Linked DNA regions of Mus musculus: region 1 is linked to region 2. Evidence: chromatin contacts called from public Hi-C data. All regions are on one chromosome and are shown on one strand. The core of a region is the stretch at or near the end of the contact, and the rest is flanking DNA. Distances in the headings are between cores, read along the strand shown. Region 1 holds the start of Atg2b (autophagy related 2B). Region 2 holds the start of Ndufb1 (NADH:ubiquinone oxidoreductase subunit B1).

The links. A called contact is a pair of places that touch in the nucleus more often than the background predicts.
Region 1: a Hi-C map of CD4 T cells shows a contact between it and region 2, with 6 times the contacts expected there. The contact joins the promoter of Atg2b here to the promoter of Ndufb1 in region 2. A contact is called at or near these places in 1 of 39 promoter capture datasets (pre-B cells) and 1 of 484 Hi-C or Micro-C datasets (CD4 T cells).

What each region holds. Positions count from the first base shown.
Region 1 is chr12:105,683,734-105,687,346 of GRCm38.p6, reverse strand. It overlaps Atg2b (autophagy related 2B), which reads left to right and starts at 2,106. Exons shown (of 42, transcript NM_029654.4): 1 at 2,106-2,678. The coding sequence starts at 2,517. It overlaps Gskip (GSK3B interacting protein), which reads right to left and starts at 1,995. Exons shown (of 3, transcript NM_178613.3): 1 at 1,889-1,995. The coding sequence starts at 1,902.
Region 2 is chr12:101,973,499-101,977,253 of GRCm38.p6, reverse strand. Ndufb1 (NADH:ubiquinone oxidoreductase subunit B1) reads left to right here and starts at 1,516. Exons shown (of 3, transcript NM_001378525.1): 1 at 1,516-1,594. It overlaps Cpsf2 (cleavage and polyadenylation specific factor 2), which reads right to left and starts at 1,280. Exons shown (of 15, transcript NM_016856.3): 1 at 1,120-1,280.

The DNA.
Region 1 (3,613 bases), core at 857-3,356, 3.7 Mb before region 2:
ATCTTATTCAATTAATGCTAAGGTGCCAGCATTCTGCATTAGGAACCCGCCTTTTATAAACATTAAAAGAGCCCTGTGACTTGGGAGTTTGAATCCCACTTCCGCTAAAGGTGTGATGACAGTTCTCAACTCTTAACTATGCTAAATTTCTCCTAGAAAGTATAAGTGTTCAAGGCAACACCCTTAACACTTTTGGTGCAGTACGCTTGCTTTGTGGGAGTCTCACTTTCTTCCTTCGGTATCTGGAGATGCAGGCATCCTCTGGACAGCTTGTGCTATTTTATACTGTGTTCAGGAAACCATATCAAGCAGTCACCAAACAGAGCCTAAAGTCCAGTTCAAACCTCCTAAAGCCTGATACACAAGGTCCTGCTGGGACTTCCCACCCAGCTCTGTTTATAGTACAGAGAGTACTGTCATTATTTACTTGTAAGGTTCAGAGTCTCTTTGAGCCAGGGTCTCCCCATGTAGACCAGGCTGGCCTTCAACTTAAGGAGAGAGCCATCTGCATCTGTTTCTCTAGTGCTGGGATAAAACTGTGTACCTGATGCCGGGTAAGCATGTCTTATTAGTGTCAAAATATGCCTAGACCCAACCGGTTCTAGTCTTCAGGGCTTTCCTCCAGGCCAAACCACAGAATTTGGATTACTGCTCTGTCCTTCAGCACTGCCCTGGCTGTTTTCACCTTTGGTCTTCTAAGCCCAACATTCCACTATTAGCAACACTGTAGTTAGCAGTCTTAGGCCAGATTATGTAGCATTTCTTTTTATTTCACCCAGAGCAAAAGTTCCATCATTCCTTGCGATGGCTACACTCCTTCCTGTCTTCCCTCCTCAAATTCCTGGTACTTACCAAGCATTACGCATGTGGTAAGCCTTGCAGGTGGTGTTCTTATCTGAAAAATAACTCAGACGTTCATGTATCTTTCTACCTCCAAGTCTCCAACTAAAATATCATCTTTTAAAAATAAGAGGCCCTTTCTTACAAAGCACATAAAGACTCCGAATGGTGTGTGGTGGTGCAAGCCTGACATTTCAGCATTTGGGAGACCCTAATTTCTAGGGCAGTCTGGGCCACATAAGTTCAAAGTCAACCTCAACTACCTACCCAGTGAGAGACTGTCTCAAAACCCAATCCAACTAAACCAAAAGAACCCATTTTGAGGATGCCCCATTCACGGGCCAGAATTCCTTAATTCGGTCTCCTCAATCCAGGACTCGGTTTAGGTTCCTTCCCGGCACACGTCATTTCATTTGCCTCAATTTTCGAGTTTATGATATTAATCTGCTCACACCTGGCTGAGGTGGCAATGTAGGCTCAGAGAGGGTAGCATAGGTTCAAGGTGGCCCAGTGTCAAGTGTCAGGAATCTAACCCAGGACAGCAGACTTCCGGGCCTTTAGGGGCTGCCCTCCTAAGGAGCCAGCTGCGCCTCTTCACAGACTGTCTCCCTAAAAGATAAAAATCGGGCTGCGCAGAGCCTGCGGAGAGCACAAAGTCTTCCAGGAGGCAGCAGCCCCTCAGCGGGTCGGGAAGCGCCAGGATTTAACAGAGGAAACCGTACTGCCCGCAATCGCCCCGATCCCAAGTTTCCTGGTCGTCGGCGTGGCGCTCTGCAAACGGCAAACTACTAGATGCTTTGCAAACAAAGCCGGCAAGGGGGTGGGGGGGGGGGCAACCTGATGACAATAGGCATCGGTCAGAACCCGGACAGAAACGCCGGGTCTCCAGTCCTCGCCCTGCATCCCCGCATCACTTCCCGCAGGACAGCCCAGGCCGGACCCGCCCCCAGACCTCCGTCAGCCCTAGTCCGGGCGTCCGCCGGCGCCCACCACCCGGCCGCGACTGCAAGGTGAGGCTCCACGGGCCGCAGCCAGCCCGCCCACTCACCTGCGAGCGCCCATGTTCTTATCCTTCCTCGTCCGGAGACTGCTGGGGCCAGGATCGCGGCGCCGGCACCACCCCCGCCCCCGCAGTTGCCCCGCCCATTCACCACCGGAAATGCTCCGGCCCGGACTCTTTTTTTCCTGCCTTTCCAGCCCCGCAATATGGCGTCACTTCCGCTTGTGCCCGTTGCTCGAGTACGTGCCGGGAGTCTGGGTCTCGCGAACGCGCCAGGAGCGTGTCTCAGGCGGGAGCGCGCCCAGTAGATGACAACAAATTAGTCGCGCCGCGTCGGAGTCTTGTCTCGCCTCAGCCGCCAGCCCTCTCTGTCTGTCCCTCTGTCTCCCTACCGACGGAGCGCTTCGGAAGCTCCCGGCTTGGGGCGCCCGGTTCTGCTCAGCGCCCAGTCCCCGCCGGGCCTAGTGCGAGCGTCGCGACGCGGGCCATGGGGTTGCCCTGAGGGACGGCGGCGCCGAACCGACATGCAGCGGCCACCGCGAACCTAGATCCCCACCGCGGCTTGGGGACGCCGCCGGGCCGACCCTGAGGCGCTGCCGCTGCCTGGAGCCCAGGTCGGATCCCCCGAGTCGCCGCCGCGTGCAGCCCCGGCTCCCTCGAGCCGCCAGCCCTCACCATGCCTTGGCCATTTTCAGAATCCATCAAGAAGAGGGCCTGTCGCTACCTCCTACAGAGGTACCTGGGCCACTTCCTGCAGGAGAAGCTGAGCCTGGAGCAGCTGAGCCTGGATCTGTACCAGGGCACCGGGTCCCTTGCCCAGGTCCCCTTGGACAAATGGGTAAGCTGCTGTCAGCCAGCAGGGGTAGGAACTGGCTCTCCCCAGGGCGAGACCTGAGCGACTGTCATCCAGCATCGGGCACGTTCGGTTCTCCTTTGGGAATTGTTTAGATTCAAGTGTGGCCCGGCTCAGGGAAGTGTGTAAAGTGTAGCAAGTTTGCGCTCCTAGATCACGTGCTCCGGCTTAAACGGTGTAATGGAGGCACACACGGGGCGAAACAATCGAGTCATTGGTTGGGGGGGGGGGGGGGCGCTTGTGAGGCAGGCCCAGGAAAGTACGTGGCCACCCTTGCCTCTTGGGCTGCGAGTGTCTGCGGTGTTCCTAGGCAAACAAACCCTATTTCTGTGGATGACGTTAAGAAAAATTAAAGATGAAGAGGAGGTGACAGAAATCCCCAGTTATTTATTTTGGTCTGGATGCTGGTATATTTGCGTTTGCTGGGTTGGTTGTCTTCATTCACTGAAAGAAAGTTAGGCGAAGGCCCCTCTTGCCAGTTTGCCTGCTCTGCTTGCGTGAGGTTGTGAATGGCCCCAGTAGTGCTGTTTAGATTTGCCCTTTTGCTTCACGTGATAGATCGACAGGTCGTAAACGCAAATGTTGCAAAAGCTCGGGAGCCGAAGCCGCAGCGTCAGCCTTTTTTTAAAGAACCTGTTTCCTCCTAGAGGCTGTGAGTTGACTTCACCTGAACTTTGAGTATATTCAGTTCGCCAGAAGCAGTTGTATTTGCATCAGTGGGCTAAAATGCCTACTATTTTACTTAAGGCCTTGGGTTTGTCGAGTCTACTCTTTTTTCGAAAAGCTTAAATTATGGAAATTCCTTGACAACTTGTATTAAGAGGTATGACACAAGGTAATTGTAACGAAACTAGGTGACTTAAACCAGAGAGCACACACAAGTTAGTTTAGACAGCTCTAGTTTGAGTAACAGAAAGACC
Region 2 (3,755 bases), core at 267-2,766:
GTTAAAAATCTCCCCAACAGTGCTCAGCCTTCTCAAGTTTTTAATCCCTCTTCTGCACCCAGGAATAACTTTGTTCTCCCAGGCTTAGCAAATTCCTCTTGATCTGGCTCAGGTGCAAGCTTTTCATTGTCCCCAGGTAAAGCTTCATTACTTAGCACAAAGGAGGCAGGAGGAGTGTTTGCCAAGGGATGATGATTGTGTCCAAAAGCGATCATCTTTGCATCTCCCAAACCAAGCACAGTGCTCGAAGCAATAGAAATAAATGTGCTGAACGCACTGAACCCACCATATCGGGAATTCCCCCAGGGCAGTGACTTCGACTACCTCTGCTTCATCTCGAATATATACCAGATACTTGCTTTCTCAAGAATGATCGTTCACGCTGAGGTCAACTAATGAGAAATACGCAAAGACGGATCTGGACTAGTCCTGGGGCTCACAGTGGGAGAAGTCTCTCTTTAATCGTTCAGGTAAAGAAAGGCTTTGAAAGGGGCAAAGGAATCGTAAAATTAAAGGGTAGAAAAGTAGGCATAGATGATGCTTAAGTTCTCCTTGTCACAGGGGCCAGAGTACTGGGGCTGGATATGGCCTGACTTCTGGTTTCCTGAAAAGTACGTAAGCAAGGAAACTAGGAATGGGATCTTGGGAAACGTGGTGATTGTGGTAGCGCCGAGAGAAGTTAATTCTATCAAGGCGTGGCATGAGCCTCTCAAGGGTCTTTGGAATTAAGGAGCTACGAAGGCACCTGCTGGCCTCGTGTTCTCTGAGCCCAAGATGGGAAAGGCAGAGATGGGGAGGCTTGGGGAGTACGGCGGTACAAGGGGAAAGAGCCCAGGCTGGACGCGGATTAACTTTTAGCTCCAGCTGATGAAAGCTCAGAGGAACTAGACAGGAGGGAGGGCAAGGAGGAAGCATAGGCGCGCCCCAACACCCCGAGGTTTCAGCCCGGGGAAAAGTCACTTCTCTTCCCCCTTGCGGAACGCTTGTTCCAGGAACCACGGAGACTGTCACAACCGAAACCGCGGGAGCGCGTCCGGGCGACACCGGGCCGACGCGGGAACCCATCCCCTTGAGGGCCTCCTCCCAACCCGAAGGCTCCTTTCCGTCTCCCGTCCTCACCTGCCAGGCCAATCTCCCCCCGGCACCGTCCGCCGCCCTTCCCAACCCCTAGTGGAACGCAGGTCGGAGAGCGAGCAGAGCTAGCGCGCGCTCAGCGGCGGAGAGCAGCCGGCAGGAGCCCCTGTGTGGTGGCCGCCATCTTGGGCCTGAGCAGAGCGGCTGAGGCGGGGACGACCCGGGCGACACCATCTGTAGGGGTGGTGACGAACCGGGTCAGGGAAGAGGACAGCGCAAAAGCTCGCAAACCTTGTCAGCCTGGATCCACGTCTTATTCAAAACGTGTCGCGATCATTCACAGCTTAAGATGTACGGGATTCGCGCGTGAGAAGGGAGAGAGAAGCGCCGGTTTGCCGACGCCACCCCCTCTCATCAGGGCTGGCGCGGCGAGTGGCAGCTCCTTAGGTCACGGCTTCCGCCGGCGCCAGTGGCCTAGCTCCCTGCGGCTGTCCTTGGTCGCCTTGTCACCAGGCTGAAGGTGGGTCTGGGGACCCCGGCGCCACCCGTGGTGGTGATGCGGGCGGGAGGGTTCTGGGGAACGCTCGCATGGAGGGGAAACAGGGTCGCCTTCGGTGACCCCTGCGCGCTGCCCGCCCCACGCCTTTTACAAAGACTGCTCTGGGGACGATCTGATGGCCTGGCTCTCGGGGGACTCGGAAGGGTTCTCAAGGATCCGACTCTTGAGCCCACAATAGGGAATGCAGCTCCTATCCAGAAGCGGGGCGCGGTCGCCCAGGCGTCTGTCTCCTCGTCCAACTCTCCTGATTGTGAAACCCGCACGTAGCCATTTGCCTTTTAAAAACAAGGCTTTCTGCTTGGTTTCCAGTCCGTGTTATGATCTCAACGGTTTCGGTTTTGCTCCATCCATTCCATATCTTAGGTGACACTTTGTAATAATTATAAAGAACTGTGGGGTCCAGTCCAACACAAGGTATTATCTCTTAAAAAGTCTACATGTGCCTGCAGTGGTGGTGGCGCATGCCTTTAATCCCAGCACTTGGAAAGCAGAGGCAGGTGGATTTCTGAGTTCAAGGCCAGGCTGGTCTACAGAGTGAGTTCCAGGGCAGCCAGGGCTTTAAAGAGAACCCCTGTCTTGAAAAACAAAACAACAAAAAAAGTCTACATGTTTCCAGCATGAATCCAGATAGAAGACTCAGCAAAATAAGACTCACAGCAGTGTCTGTTATTCTTGAAAAGGGAAAGAAACTTTAATCCCAGCACTTGGAAAGCAGAGGCAGGTGGTATTTAAGGGAAATACCTTGTGTTAGAGAAAAATATTAAGAAATATGTGGGATGTGGGGTTAGTTGTTTTTTGTTTTTAAAAAGTCTCACACACACACACATGGAGAGAGAGAGAGAGAGAGAGAGAGAGAGAGAGAGAGAGAGAGAGAGAGGCTCTGCAAAGAAGAAAAGAGAGGAGGAGTTATTTAACTGTTTACCTCCGTACACAGGAGAGAGAGTAGAACAAAAGAGCTTAAGCCTGATCAGGATACAGATTGTCTGGGGACTATGCTAATCCTGACTCTTTACCCTATACTTAAAGCAAGTTACTTTGCCACAACTAAATTTGGATTTCTTCATCTGAAAAAAAAAAAAAGCCCCAATCTTGAGACATGGTTACTTAAATCTGCAGTCTGTGGTGAGGAGTATATGAATTAGCTATGACGCAGAAACGCCTCGTCCATGTGGCCTACATCTGTAACTCCAACTACTTTTGAGGATGAGGCAGAGGGATAGTAAGCCAGAGCTTCACAGTAAGACTGTCTCAAAAAACAAATACAAAACAAACAAACAAAAGATTCAGTTCTTGTTAAAAGCTTGCCCAAAAAAAAAAAAAAAATTGGATCACTTTAATATTAAAAAAATAAATGACCAAGCCGGGCATGGTGGCACACGCCTTTAATCCCAGCACTCGGGAGGCAGAGGCAGGCGGATTTCTGAGTTCGAGGCCAGCCTGGTCTACAAAGTGAGTTCCAGGACAGCCAGGGCTATACAGAGAAATCCTGTCTCGAAAAACCAAAAAATAAAATTAAAAAAATAAAATAAAATAAAAATAAATGACAAGACAGAGTGTGTGGCTCTGATACGGTGTGTGCTTTTCAAAGCCAAGGCTGCTTCCCTCCTTCTCTCACCCCCTTCTGTCTGCCTCCCCCCCCCTCTTTTTCTTGACACAGTTTCTCTGTGTAGCCCAGGCTGGCCTTGAACTCAGAGATCCTCCTGCTTCTGCCTTCTTAGTGCACCACCACTGCCCAGCCTCCCAATTCTTTTTTTAAAAATACCACAGTACCAGGCAGTGGTGCACAGGGGAGGCAGAAGCAAGCAGATTCCTGTGAGATCCAGGACAGCCAGGGCTACAAAGAAACACTCTTGAAAAGCAAAGCAATAATGCTATATTTTATTTCTGAAATAAAAACAAAATTCTTCTTATGGCCCCACATGCAGAAAGGCACCTAGAGCTAGAGAGATGGCTGGGCTCAGGGGTTCACAGTGCTTGCTGCCTTTCCAGAGGATCTGAGTTTGGTTCCCAGCTCTCCACTCACAGCTCACATGTTGGGTGGCTCACAACTCCAGTTCCAAAGGGCTGTGATACCTTTGGCCATCTTGGGTTCCTGTACGCATATGCACAGGCACGCGCGCGT